Linked DNA regions of Mus musculus: region 2 is linked to region 1. A link is a contact called in public HiChIP or PLAC-seq data. All regions are on one chromosome and are shown on one strand. The core of a region is the stretch at or near the end of the contact, and the rest is flanking DNA. Distances in the headings are between cores, read along the strand shown. Region 1 holds the start of Dppa2 (developmental pluripotency associated 2). Region 2 holds the start of Dzip3 (DAZ interacting protein 3, zinc finger).

Evidence for each region. HiChIP or PLAC-seq counts read pairs in DNA pulled down with a chosen protein or histone mark.
Region 2: a contact with region 1 is called in an H3K27ac HiChIP or PLAC-seq map of embryonic stem cells, with 3 times the contacts expected there. The contact joins the promoter of Dzip3 here to the promoter of Dppa2 in region 1. A contact is called at or near these places in 2 of 39 promoter capture datasets (embryonic stem cells and neutrophils), 2 of 484 Hi-C or Micro-C datasets (both in embryonic stem cells) and 5 of 115 datasets of contacts at active chromatin or transcription factors (embryonic stem cells and stem cell-derived neural progenitor cells).

The regions. Positions count from the first base shown.
Region 1 is chr16:48,307,500-48,313,934 of GRCm38.p6, forward strand. It overlaps Dppa2 (developmental pluripotency associated 2), which reads left to right and starts at 2,775. Exons shown (of 7, transcript NM_028615.1): 1 at 2,775-3,040; 2 at 4,076-4,211; 3 at 6,384-6,435. The coding sequence starts at 3,008.
Region 2 is chr16:48,991,328-48,997,758 of GRCm38.p6, forward strand. It overlaps Dzip3 (DAZ interacting protein 3, zinc finger), which reads right to left and starts at 2,815. Exons shown (of 32, transcript NM_001110017.2): 1 at 2,463-2,815. Cip2a (cell proliferation regulating inhibitor of protein phosphatase 2A) reads left to right here and starts at 2,861. Exons shown (of 21, transcript NM_172616.2): 1 at 2,861-3,052; 2 at 6,044-6,191. The coding sequence starts at 2,951.

The DNA of each region.
Region 1 (6,435 bases), core at 1,525-4,024:
TTTTTGTTGTTGTTGTTGTTGTTGCTACTTTGGGTTTTTTTGTTGTTAGTTTGTTTAGAAAGAACAAAATGATCCAAAAACAAGCAGAAAGAAATAAATGTAAGACTATGAAATTGAATAAATAAAAGAAAAATTTTTGTTAGGGTTTTGTTTGGTTGGTTGGTTTTTGGTTTTTCTTTTTTCTTTTTTTTTTTTAAATTATTTATTTATTTTATGTGAGTACACTGTAGCTGTCTTCAGACACACCAGAAGAGGGCATCAGATCCCATTACAGATGGTTGTGAGCCACCATGTGGTTGCTGGGAATTGAACTCAGGACCTCTGGAAGAGCAGTCAGTGCTCTTAACTGCTGAGCCACCTCTCCATCCCGGTTTTTGGTTTTTCGAGACAGGGTTTCACTGTAGCCCTGACTGTCCTGGAACTCACTTTGTAGACCAGGCTGGCCTCAAACTCAGAAATCTGCCTACCTCTGCCTCCCAAGTGCTGGGATTAAAGGCATGCGCCACCACTGTCTGACTTTGTTTGTTTTTGAGACAAGGTCTCAGCTGTAGCCAACAGGATAACCCTGACTGGGCTACATAACTTGGTGGGGTGGCCCAGAAAAGTGTCAAACTCAGGGTTCTGCTGGCCTCTGCCTCCTGCCTGAATGCTAAAGCGAAGGACAGGTGACATCATGCCTCACTGGTTTATTATTATTTTTTAAACAAGAAGACAAAGAAAATTTGAGTGTTTGTCTTTATTTCCACTGCCCAGTCACATTAACCCAGGCATTTCGTATGTTCCCTGGTTGTCTGTCCTGCCCTGTGTGTGCTGATGTAGTGCCCTAGAAGGGGATCATACAGCTTTAATGTTATACACCTGGCTAAACTATTTATTTTGTGTGTCTCAGACAGGTCTCACTGTGTATTCTCGGCTGATCTGGAACTCTACGGATAGACCAGGCTACAGTCTACTTTGGTTTTGCAAGCACCGAGCTTAAACGTGTGTACCACCACACCCAACCTTAGAGAAAAGTCGTTTGTCTTTTTTTTTTAATTTATTTATTTATGCATATGAGTACACTGTAGCTGTACTGATGGTTGTGAGCCATCATATGGTTTGCTGGGAATGAAGGTTGCTCGATGCTCTGGTCTGCACCGCTCGCTAAAGATTTACTTATTGTATCTGAGTACACTGTAGCTGTCACCAAAGAGGGCATCAAATCTCATTGTGGTTGCTGGGATTTGAACTCAGGACCTTCTGAAGAGCAGTCAGTGCTTTTAACCGCTGAGCCATCTCTCCAGCCCCATTGTTTGTCTTTTTTTTTTTTTTTTTTGGTTTGTTTGTTTGTTTGTTTTCGAGACAGGGTTTCTCTGTGTAGCCCTGGCTGTCCTGGAGCTCACTTTGTAGATCAGGCTGACCTCGAACTCAGAAATCCGCCTGCCTCTGCCTCCGGAGTGCTGGGATTAAAGGTGTGCGCCACCATACCCGGCTTGTTTGTCTTTTAAATTCCAATTTAAACTTAATTTTACATATAGATGTTTTCCTGTGTGTATGCACAAATGGACCATCAGAAAGTCTCACTCAGAAAGAACTCTAGCATGTGAAAGGGGTGGTGATCTCTGTACTTGGGAGGTTGAGGCAAAAGCATGGTCAACAGTTCAAGGACAGCTGGGCGTGGTGGCGCACGCCTTTAGTCCCAGCACTCCGGAGTCAGAAGCAGGCGGATTTCTGAGTTCAAGGCCAGCCTGGTCTACAGAGTGAGTTCCAAGACAGCCAGGACTACAAAGAGAAACCCTGTCTCGAAAAAACAAAACAAACAAAAAATTCAAGGACAACCTGGGCTTTGTCTCAAATACCACAAACCTTAGGCAACTAGGTTCCCTTTCTTAATCATCCAAAGCAGGAATATAGACCCATGTGGGAATGAGGAGTCCTTACTTGTCCATAACTCCCTGGACATTATTCAATTTCTCTCCCACAAAGGCGGAGCAAGGGTTATTTGCTATTATTGGCCTACTTCTAGAACCAGTGTTACTAGACTGTCAAGAAACACCTGAGGGAATCATGGAAATACAGATTCCTGGGACACACCCTCAAAGAAGTGATTCAGGAGATAGGTACAGCTTGGTAATTTAGATTTCCAGACAATTCCTCAATAAATTAAAGATTACTTTTTCTTTTTTCTTTTTCTTTTCTTTCTTTGGTTTTTCAAGACAGGATTTCTCTGTATAGCCTTGGCTGTCCTGAAACTCACCCTGTTGACGACCAGGCTGGCCTCGAACTCAGAAATCCACCTGCCTCTGCCTCCCAAATGCTGGGATTAAAGGCGTGTGCTACTGTTTCCCCGGCCTGGCAAGATTACTTTTTTTTTTTTTTTTTTAGGCTGTCCTTTCTTTCTTTCTTTCTTTCTTTCTTTCTTTCTTTCTTTCTATTATTTTATTTACTTATTTATTTGTTTTTTTAGACACTCTGTAACACAGAAGGAGTGGAAAGGTTTGTTTTTCATTATTTCTAGGTCTCTTGTCTCTCTTGTCATGTCTTGCCCTGGATTTAAAACGTCCAATTTGAAGGTTTAAGCTTCCATCTTTCCTGGCTCAGCCTCCCCGGCACTGGGATCACTAGCATGCGCCACCCTGAGGGAGGGTCCTCCTGTGTCTTCCAGTCAGAACTCTAGGTCATGACCCTCCTGCTGCTATTTCTGCATCCGGAGCACTGAGGTTATAAACATTTACCAGGAGGACAAAGCTCGAGACTAATTTTATTTATTTATTTATTTATTTATTTATTTTTTAAAGGAGAAGGTGTGGCTGGCTTTTGATTTACTTAAGAACTCAGCTTTTTGCTATCAATTATCTACTGAGACCCAGAGAACTGATAAAATCACGTCAAAGAGAAGAGGGTGGAGAGAGGAGGAGGGGGAAGAGCTTAATTGGGCCACAGGAAGACAGGAAGCAGTCATTTACTTATAAAAGAAGTCGGCATTCATTCAGCGGCTGCCTTTGTCTTCTTCCAAGCCTGCCTGAAAATGTCATACTTCGGCCTGGAGACTTTCAACGAGGTAAGAGAATTGATTCTCTAAGAGAATTGGTTTTCTCTTGGGAGTTCTTTTTCACTCTAGGGCTCCTGTCTGGCTTCCGAGGAACTGCGTGGGTTTAAGGCCTCAATCTTGGAACCCTCTCTGCTTGATACTCCACTCCCCCCCCCCCACCCCCACCCCCACACACACGTTTGACACTATGTATTTCCTGGGAGTAAAATGAAACTGTTTCCTTGCTAAAGGAGTAAATCGTCTCAGACTAGGAAGGCTGAAGCTAGGATTAAAATCTACCGAGAAGGTGAGCTGAAATTAAGTGGAAATTTTTGATAATTTACATTTAAAAAACAAAGTAGCCATTTTTCCCCCTAAGGAGAAGTAACCAGTTCCCAATACCTCTAATGCCTAGTTGGTGGGTTTCCCCATCTCGGATTGTGTGATTCTGGGCCAGGTAAGGACCACTAGCCTGTCAATATTGCTTTTAGGCCTCACCATGTTCGTTTCGTTTGGTTTTTGTTCTTGTTTTTTTGTTTTGTTTGTTTTGGCTTTTGTTGTTACCGTTGTTTGTTTTGTGGTTGTTATTTGGTTTTTCGAGACTGGGTTTCACTGGCTCTCCTGGAACTTGTTCCATAGATTAAGCTGGCCTAGATCTGCCTGCCTCTGCCTCCTAAGTGCTGGGATTGAAGGCCTTTGTCATTAGTCCCCACCCCTAACCCCCAGCTCAGTGTTTTTTATGGTAACAGAAGTGGATTTGTGTCTGGGGAACTTTGATAAGGCGCTATACAAATGGAAAAAGAAATCCTTATTTCTAGTTTGGAAGTATTGGTGTTGAGATTTCCATAGGAGAAGGAAGGGGAGGGGACCAAATCTTCAGGAACTTCCTCCAGGAGGTGTCACTCTCTAGTTGATGCCTTGCTTTTCTGAGCGTTTAGAAAGCCCTTCCACAGTGGTTTGGTAGTTCCCAGCCGCCTGCTTCCTGAGGTTATCTTCTTTATTTCAACACTAAGACTCTGATGGTAAATGAATTCAGCAGAAACCCCTCACTGCTTCTCTTTGCAGAACCAATCTGAGGAAAACTTGGATGAAGAAAGTGTGATTTTAACGCTGGTCCCCTTTAAGGAGGAGGAGGAGCCAAACACAGACTACGCTACGCAATCAAATGTTTCTTCTTCAACCTTAGACCACACACCACCAGGTATCTATCATCCAATGTCAGAATCCTGGCGAAAATAGTGTAGGTTTGAGATGGATTTCTCAGTAAGACTCTGGAAAGCCAAGATAAAGTATACAGTTTTGATACAAGGACCACTCCCTCCGCCCACCAACACACCTCCAGTTTTACCTCCCTGCAGCTGGTTAAAGGTGCACACCACCATATCAGGCAGGCTTCTTAAACCTCACTGAGATTTTCAAATTCCACTCATCTCAGTTGTTAAGCCCTGTGAACTGCTTTATTTAAGGTGGGAATTGGGCAAGGTACCTGGGAAGCTGTCACCCCACAGCTAGGCAGAAGTTCAAAAACACTGATCCACAGTAGTATGACTTTTTCCAAAAAAAAAAAATTGAGGTTAAAGGACAGGGCTGTGGGGGCTGGACATTTGCCTAGCATATAGGAAGGTTGAGAGTGGTACACTCTCTTTAAGAAAAGGTTAACTTGGTGACTCAGTGCCTTTAATCCCAACACTTGGGAGGCAGAGGCAGAGTATATTAAATATCTTGCTTACTAAAAGGACATGGTAGCAAAAGCCTGTAGTCCCAACACTTCGTAGGCTGAGACAGGAAAATCAAGTCCCAGGTCTTCAATTGTGTATCGAGTGTCAGTGGAGGTCTTAAAATAAGTGACCAAAATGAACACACCAACCACAAAACCTGCCTATTAGTTCTTAAAAAGTCTCAGTGTTTCAAAGAAAGGTATGCCACGCTAGCCTCAGAGCAGCTGGGGACTGGGGTGTGCTATGTATAGAAAATGACACATAGGTAGAGTTCTGGAGCAATGCTGATTTGCGGTGCATTTTAGAAGGGGTTCTTTTGATTCTGTAGAAACAACTGGGTGAGGGGTGGGGGAGTGCTTCAAAACCTAGACTTTTGGGCTCATTTTTGAGTAATTTTCCCCCCTCAAGGCTGAGTTTTGCTGCTTAGTCCTGACTGGCTTGGAACTCACTCTGTAGAACAGGCTGGCCTCGAACTTAGAAAGCTGCCTGACTCTGCCTTCAAAGTACTAGGATTAAAGATGTGTTCCATCACATCTGGCTTGCTATCAGACTTTTTATTTAGCTGAGGATGGAGTGAACTGCTGGCCCTAGGCTGTAGGTGCTGCCATTACACTCTTGACATTATGTGAAGTTTTTGTGAGGCTGGGGATGAAACCTAGTCCCCTCCTGTAGTGGGCGTGTCTCCAACTGAATGACAGCCATAGCCCCTGAATCTAGACACAGGATCAGCCAAAAGTATTTGCTCCTGTAGTTGCTGAAGCCAATAAAACAAGCAAACAAACATGCTAAATATTCTTTTTTTTTTTTTTTTTTTTTTTTTTTTGGTTTTTTCGAGACAGGGTTTCTCTGTGTAGCCCTGGCTGTCCTGGAACTCACTTTGTAGACCAGGCTGGCTCAGAACTCAGAAATCCGCCTGCCTCTGCCTCCCGAGTGCTGGGATTAAAGGCGTGCGCCGCCACCACCCGGCCATGCTAAGTATTCTTAAACACGCCTTTAATCTCAGCTCTTGGGAAGCAGGCAGTTCTCTGAGTTTGAGACCACCTTGGTTTACAAAGCAAGTTCCAGGACAGCCAGGGCTACACAGAAATCCTGTCTCCAAAACAAAACAAAAACAATAAAAACCAGAGAGAGAGAGGAGAGAAGAGGAGGAGGGGAGGGGAGAGGAGAGGAGGAGGGGAGAGGAGAGGGGAGGGGAGGGGGAGGGAGGGGAAGGGAGAGGGAATATTTCAGCTGTCTAGAATGCATATGGCAGATTCACAGCAAGCATATGATTAAAATAAGATAGAATCTTATTAGGATTTATTATGTAAATATGTCTTACTGTCCCAGGTCTCCTATTTTAAGGGGTCTGTGATCTTGGTCAAGTGAATTCCTCATTTTCTTTTTCATAATTGGAGGAAAACAAAAAGCTTTCTTTTTTTTTGAGACAGGGTTTCTCTGTGTAGCCCTGGCTGTCCTGGAATTCACTCTGTAGACCAGGCTGGCCTCAGAACTCAGAAATCCACCTGCCTCCGCCTCCCAAGTGCTGGGATTAAAGGTGTGCGCCACCACTGCCCAGCCCGAGAAGCTATCTTTATGTACAAAGTGGTTTGTGAGAAAAATCTTAAAGCAATCACTGAGTACTACTGCTTTCTCCCTGTTCCTCCTTATCTCAGCCCGTTCTCTGGTGAGGCATGCTGGAATCAAACACCCAACCAGAACCATACC
Region 2 (6,431 bases), core at 1,565-4,064, 680 kb after region 1:
TAGTATGCAAATATAATTAATTATATGTAATATTTCATAGTGAACTAGTCATATTCACCTTTGCTAGGCATTTTTCTAATCAATGAAGTAAATCAGAACAATTAGTGCCAGATATTACCTGTGGTACTGGAATGAATAATTCAAGCCTATCTGAATGATCTCTTAAAGTTAACCAGTTTTTAAAAAATATAAATTTTATTTGATCACACATCTCTAAAGAATTAAAAGTTTGAGAACACACTGAAAATATAAAAATCAATTAACTTGTTAGTTATATATAGGTATTATGCTTATATAAAATGAATAAGAAAAAAACTAAAATTTTAATTTAGACATATCCACTGCTTGCTTAGAAAAAGCTTCTTGCTTGTTCACAAAACAAGAATCTACTTATTACATAAATTAAACAAGAATTTTTTTTTTTTCGAGACAGGGTTTCTCTGTGTAGCCCTGGCTATCCTGGACTCACTCTGTAGCTCCTGACCAGGCTGGCCTCGAACTCAGAAATTCGCCTGCCTCTGCCTCCCGAGTGCTGGGATTAAAGGCGTGCGCCACCAAGCCTGGCTTTAAACAAGAAATTTTTATGAGCCATGCAAAGGACCTTACACTATTCAAAGAAGCAGGCCTTCAAACAGTTATTAAAAATGATTATTATACTCTGACATCTCATGTCTTTATCTAGGAACTGAATTAAAAATGTGTATTAATTGTGTGAAACAAAAGGTCAAGGCAAGACAGAGGGAAACTATTCAAATTATCAAGACCTCTACTTTTAACACAGTTATGAATTCTGTAAAATGGAAAGAAAAGTCTTAAGTACATTTCAAAAGTGAAAGGTGAATTTTATGGATTGACCAATAACAATTTTATGGACTGACCAATAACGATAGCTAAATTTTAGAACTTGATGGTTGGTAAAGGAAACAGAATAGTCATGTACCTCTTATTAATAGGTATTAATTAATAGGTATTCTAGATATGTGTCACTGAGTTATTTCACTGTTGCACAAACATGGTAAAAGACCACCAATACACATTTATAAGGCATGGCCTAAATATGATAAGAGATTTGGTAAACAACAGCTGTATGAAGATACTTCTGGTTTTACATGGCATATACTATTAAGCTTGTGTTTTGACTATGAATACAAGTGGTAATGATAAAAGTATGGATCAGTAAACAAATGAATCATTAGTAGTTTATTTGTGCCATCCATAACAGTATGTGCTATACTTTCATATGCTGCTGCTGTGTAGTTATGACACTGTGGCAAGTAAGATGTCACTAGGTCACAGGAAGAGATCATTCATTCAGCTTTCAGTTTAGTATGATCTAACTGGATCAGCATCACACACGCATCAGTGATCAAAGCATCATTTTGGGGATATGCCTGTTATGTCAATGGAAGAGATCATTTTTTTTTTTCTTTCTAGCACTTTGGCTTTGTAATAAAGGCTACTATTTCTGAAGCTCAATAAGAATTTACTGAATAAACTATCGTGTAAAATAGTCTACTCTTAGGTTTCACTTCATGAAAAGCCTAAAGCAGTAAAATGCAGAGACACAAAGAGAAAGGTGCAAAAATACTTGTCAGCAAACTGGCTGCTCTTCGTTTTAGTGATGACGCATTCCTCGTTTATGTAGTGAATTCCAACAGTACTTTCCTATTTGGACTATTATTAGATGGTTGCTTCTCCGCAGGCACCACGTCCTCATCTTTGTTCTGAGTGACAGTCAATCCCTAGCCCCGTTATACATGTTTGTTTAAAATGGAATGAATGAATGCATGAATGAATGCACTAGCTACAAACTCTCATGTGACTATCTCAACGGCACAATCTTTTTCCAGCCATCAGTTAGCTTTACTTTTATTTTCTTTTAATATGAACATAAATGACGTCTTTAAAAGGTACCAATACAAACGAGAAAAAAACAAAAAACAAAAAGGAACGTTCCCTGAATTCCCACAATTTCAGAAGAACTTAGTCAAATGGGCATTTACTCGATCCCACAACCTAGCTTAAGCTCCTGAACCAGTTGCTGACTCACTTCGTTATTAGATCCGTGCACATCATTACCTCCGATTAAAATAATAATAATAATAAAATTCTCAACGGTGCCTTTCTTTCTTTTTTTTTTTTTTTTTTTTTTTTTTTGACGCCACAGAAATGTGCAAAATAATCACGCCAGACAAGAACAGGCCCCTCAGCCTACAGACATCAAAGCTGACAAGAACGCGTCCGGGAGCGACTCCGGGATGCTCTCTCTCTATGGGGGGTTCTGACAAATCCTACCGTAAAGTTCCGGCTGCCTCATCACGGAACCCCGACCGCCACAGGTCTTAGCCTGCGCGAGTCGCCTGCGGCCACCAGGGACCAGGGCCGCAGAACCTGAGGCCCCTCTCCCGCCGCCTCCAAACCTACGCCCCCACCCCCAGCTTCGGCGGCTCCGAGTTCCTCACCGTGTCTAGACTAGGGGGGAGCGGCCGTGTCTCGGGCAGAGGCTGAGGCACGCACGGAAAGCCGAGCCCGCCGCGCCCAGGCCGAGGAAGGCCCGGGGACCGAGCCCGCGCGGCACGGAGACCCCCGTTCGCCCCAGAAGCCCTCCACAGAATGAGCCCGCACGAGCTCGTCTCGCGAGATTCCCGCGTGTTCGCGGACCTCCAGCCGAAACCTCGCGGCCTCTCCGCCAAAGGGGGACTGCGGCGGGGGTGGGAGGGGATGGCTCCCTGCCACCTTCCCGCAACCCCAGCGCCTGGAACCCAGGCCCACCCTGCCAATCACCGACTGCAGTCCCACCCGCTGCTCCCAGACTTCCGGAGTCCGACCGGAACAGGAAGCTGCCAGGCGCAAGAGGGGTGGGGCTTAAAAAAAATCAAAAAATGCGCGGCGACCGCTGAAGACAGAGGGTGGCTGGTGTCGGTGGTCGCTGACAGGCCGGCTCGTCGGCATGGATTCCACCGCCTGCTTGAAGTCCCTGCTCCTGAGCATCAGTCAGTACAAGGCCGTTAAGTCGGAGGCGAACGCCACTCAGCTGCTGAGGCACTTGGAGGTAAGGAGGTTCGGGGTGCGAGTGGGTGTCCCCTCCTTCGGTCCCCTCCTGTTTTCTTGTGGGGCCGGAAGATGGAGGTCTCGCCCTGGGCAGACCTGCAGCTGCTTCGCTGTCCTTGCACTGGCGACAGCGACTGGGTGTGCGCAACGAGTGGGTGCCAGGAGGGGATTGTGTACGGACCCAAACCAGGAGGCTTTGGGGTGTATGCGAGCGCAGTGTGTGTGTGTGTGTGTGTGTGTGTGTGTGTGTGTGTGTGTACGGACCCAAACCAGGAGGCTTTGGGGTGTATGCGAGCGCACTGTGTGTGTGTGTGTGTGTGTGTGTGTGTGTTCCGGATCTTTTTTTAAGGTGCTGTATTAGTCAGGGTTCTCTAGAGTCACAGAACTTATGGAGTATCCCTTTATATTAAGTGGATTTATTGTAAGGACTTAAAGTTTCGCTCCTACTAACCCAACAAGTGGGGAAGCTAGCTGTGACTGGGAAGTCCAGGAATCTAGTAGTTGCTCACTCCCTCAACACTAGTTGTTTTCGCTGGTCATCTGTGTAAGCGGGAATCCTGAAGAAGTAGGTTCCAACTGGAAAGTCAGTGTAAGCAGGCAAAGAAGAGTGAGAATTCCCTCTTCCATTGTCCTTATGTAGTCCTCCAGTAGGAGGTAGAGCCCAGATTAAAGGTATGAATCACCACACCTGGATTTGGAACTTGCAATCCCAGCTGGCCTTGAACTCAGGAGACTTGTCTCATTCCCCTGGGATTAAAGGTATGTACTACCTTGCCTGGGCCTACGCTTTTCATGGCCACTATGCCTCGAGATCTGGATCAAAAGCACATCGCCCCATGTCTGAAGCCTGTGTCTTCCAGCCTCAAGATCTGGGCAGATGTGCCCTCCATTTCTGGATTTAGTTCATTCCAGATGTAGCCTTAGTTGACAACTGGAATAGATATCACAAGTGCCTATTTTCTATGTCTGTTTTGTTTTCTTTGTTGAATATTGAGTGGCTTCATTCACCGAAGATAATCAGGGCAATTCATTCAGGTTGTATGTATAAACAGGACTCCTTTTTTTATGTGTAAGTATTTATGTAGATATTTATGTAAGTGTTCCACGGATCCAAAAATACATTTGGATTGTTTTCAGAACTGTGTGGAATTAAGAATAAGTGCATTCCAGTCATATATTTTTATTATGGTTGAACGCAACCCTCTTTTATAAACCTACCAGTAGAACTATCAGGTCTTAAGGGCTTATGTTCCTCTTTTTGTTATTTTAATATTCTTTTAAATGTTTGTCTGTGTGTGATGTATGCGCATGTGTGGGCAGGACCCTCAGAAGGCACAAGGCTCTGTTCCCTGGAGCTGGTCTTGATAGCAGCTGTGAACTCCTTGAGGTACTGCTACTCCAACTCAGATTGTCTGCGGAATAGTGCATGCACCTAGCTGCTGAGCCATCCAGCCCACATCCAGTAATGCTTCATGTTGCTAAAACGCCTTTCAAAAAGACCTTGGCATTACGTACTAGCAGTGCATTGATTTTGCCATCGCGCAACCAGGCCCATCCTTAGTTCTTAGTATTTACCGTTTTTGAGGGTGATGTAGTTTCCGAGGATACACAAATATTTATCATGAGAGACACGATTAGTCATTCGTCTGCACTGCTGCTGCAGTGTGACTTTATAACCCCACACAGTGTGACTGCAGTGTGACTTTATAACCCCACACAGTGTGACTGCAGTGTGACTGCAGTGTGACTTTATAACCCACACAGAACCTGTGCTTGGAGTCATTTTGCTCATGTTGGTCTAGTCTGATATTCGATGTGATGGCATTTCACATCACTGACCATGAGTCTAGTTATTAAAAGCGTGGCTTCAACCCCTTGGGGTATAAATCTGAGTCGTGCTTCTTTATCGTCAGTGTATGCATGCCCCAGTTTACTCAAAACACAAATTGAGTCAGAAGCACCTTTCTTACAGGGTTATGAGGATGAAAAGAGTTCCCAGGTGGAAAGCACTCTTAGGTCAGTGCCATGGCCAGATTAAGTGCTAGGCATCCTCATTGAGCTAGTTCCCATCAGTAAAAATTTAATTTTTACCTTATCTTAACTAATTACTAGATGCTATACTATTGTTGAGTCACATGTTTGGCCCCAGTCATGTTTAAAGCAGAAACTGCCTTCCTCTTCTAGAGAGCTAAGTATTACTAGATGAGAGAAACTATGTTCAGATCACCAAGTTGATGACCAAGTTGATTCCAAGATAAGTTAACAGTTTGTGTGATTTTTTTTTTACTTTGGACATATTTTTTCATCTTACAAGCTAATTAATTTTAAAACCCATTCTACTAGGGAATAGATAAATTGAAACTCCAAGAGCAAAGCTTGGTAAGAAAGTGGAAAAATAAAAGGAAGATACAGAAGGAGGTATTAGACTCTAATAATTAGAGGGTTACTAAAGCAGTCTGCTTAGATGTGACCTTTTAGAGTATGTATTTGAGATACGTTAATCTAATTCTAAAATAACAAATTGTTTGACTTTAGATAACAGGTTTATTTATAATCTCCCTCACTAAAATAACTGGATTGAAGAGGAAAAATTATTAAAAAATTTATTCTTGCTACATTTTAAAACATTCTTTGTTAACTTTACTCTTTCTGTGTAATCCCCTAGCTGCTAGATTTAACGTGAAAGCAGTCATTAGTTGTTCATTGTGCTTCATATTTAATTTTCAAAACATATGAAATGAGTATACTAGGCTTCGGAATAATAAATCTAGTTGGTTCTAGTGCACATTTTAGTCTGTTTTCAGTATCGTAGATGATATAGGTAATTCAGGTAGAGAAGGAAGAACTCTATATATGGGCAGAATGAACAAAAGATGTGAATTTTCTAAACTGGGAAAGAAAGGGCTAAGTAGCAATTTAGAAAATTGGTTTATTTGAAATGGAATTGAAATAAAAATTGCCAGCCCTTAACCCATTTGCCTCCCTTTTATAGGTAGTTTCTGGACAAAAGCTCACACGACTGTTTACATCACATCAGATATTACCAAGTGAATGCTTGAGCTGCCTTGTAGAACTTCTCGAAGACCCAAACATAAGTGCTTCACTGATCTTAAGTATTATCAGTTTGCTGTCTCAACTGGGTAATGTGTTCATAGTTTTTTTGTTTTTTTTCTTTCAAAGTTTGGAAGACTATGAAAATATTTTTAAAAAATAGATAGAATTATAAAATTTCTTCAACAATGATTTACATTCAAAAGATTTATTGTAAAACCTTTTAGAGTTAGTATTACAGATACCTCAAAGTTCCTACAGACAAATTGAATGATAGATAGATTGGTACGTGTGTGTGTGTGTGTGTGTGTGTGTACTTATCATGTTTT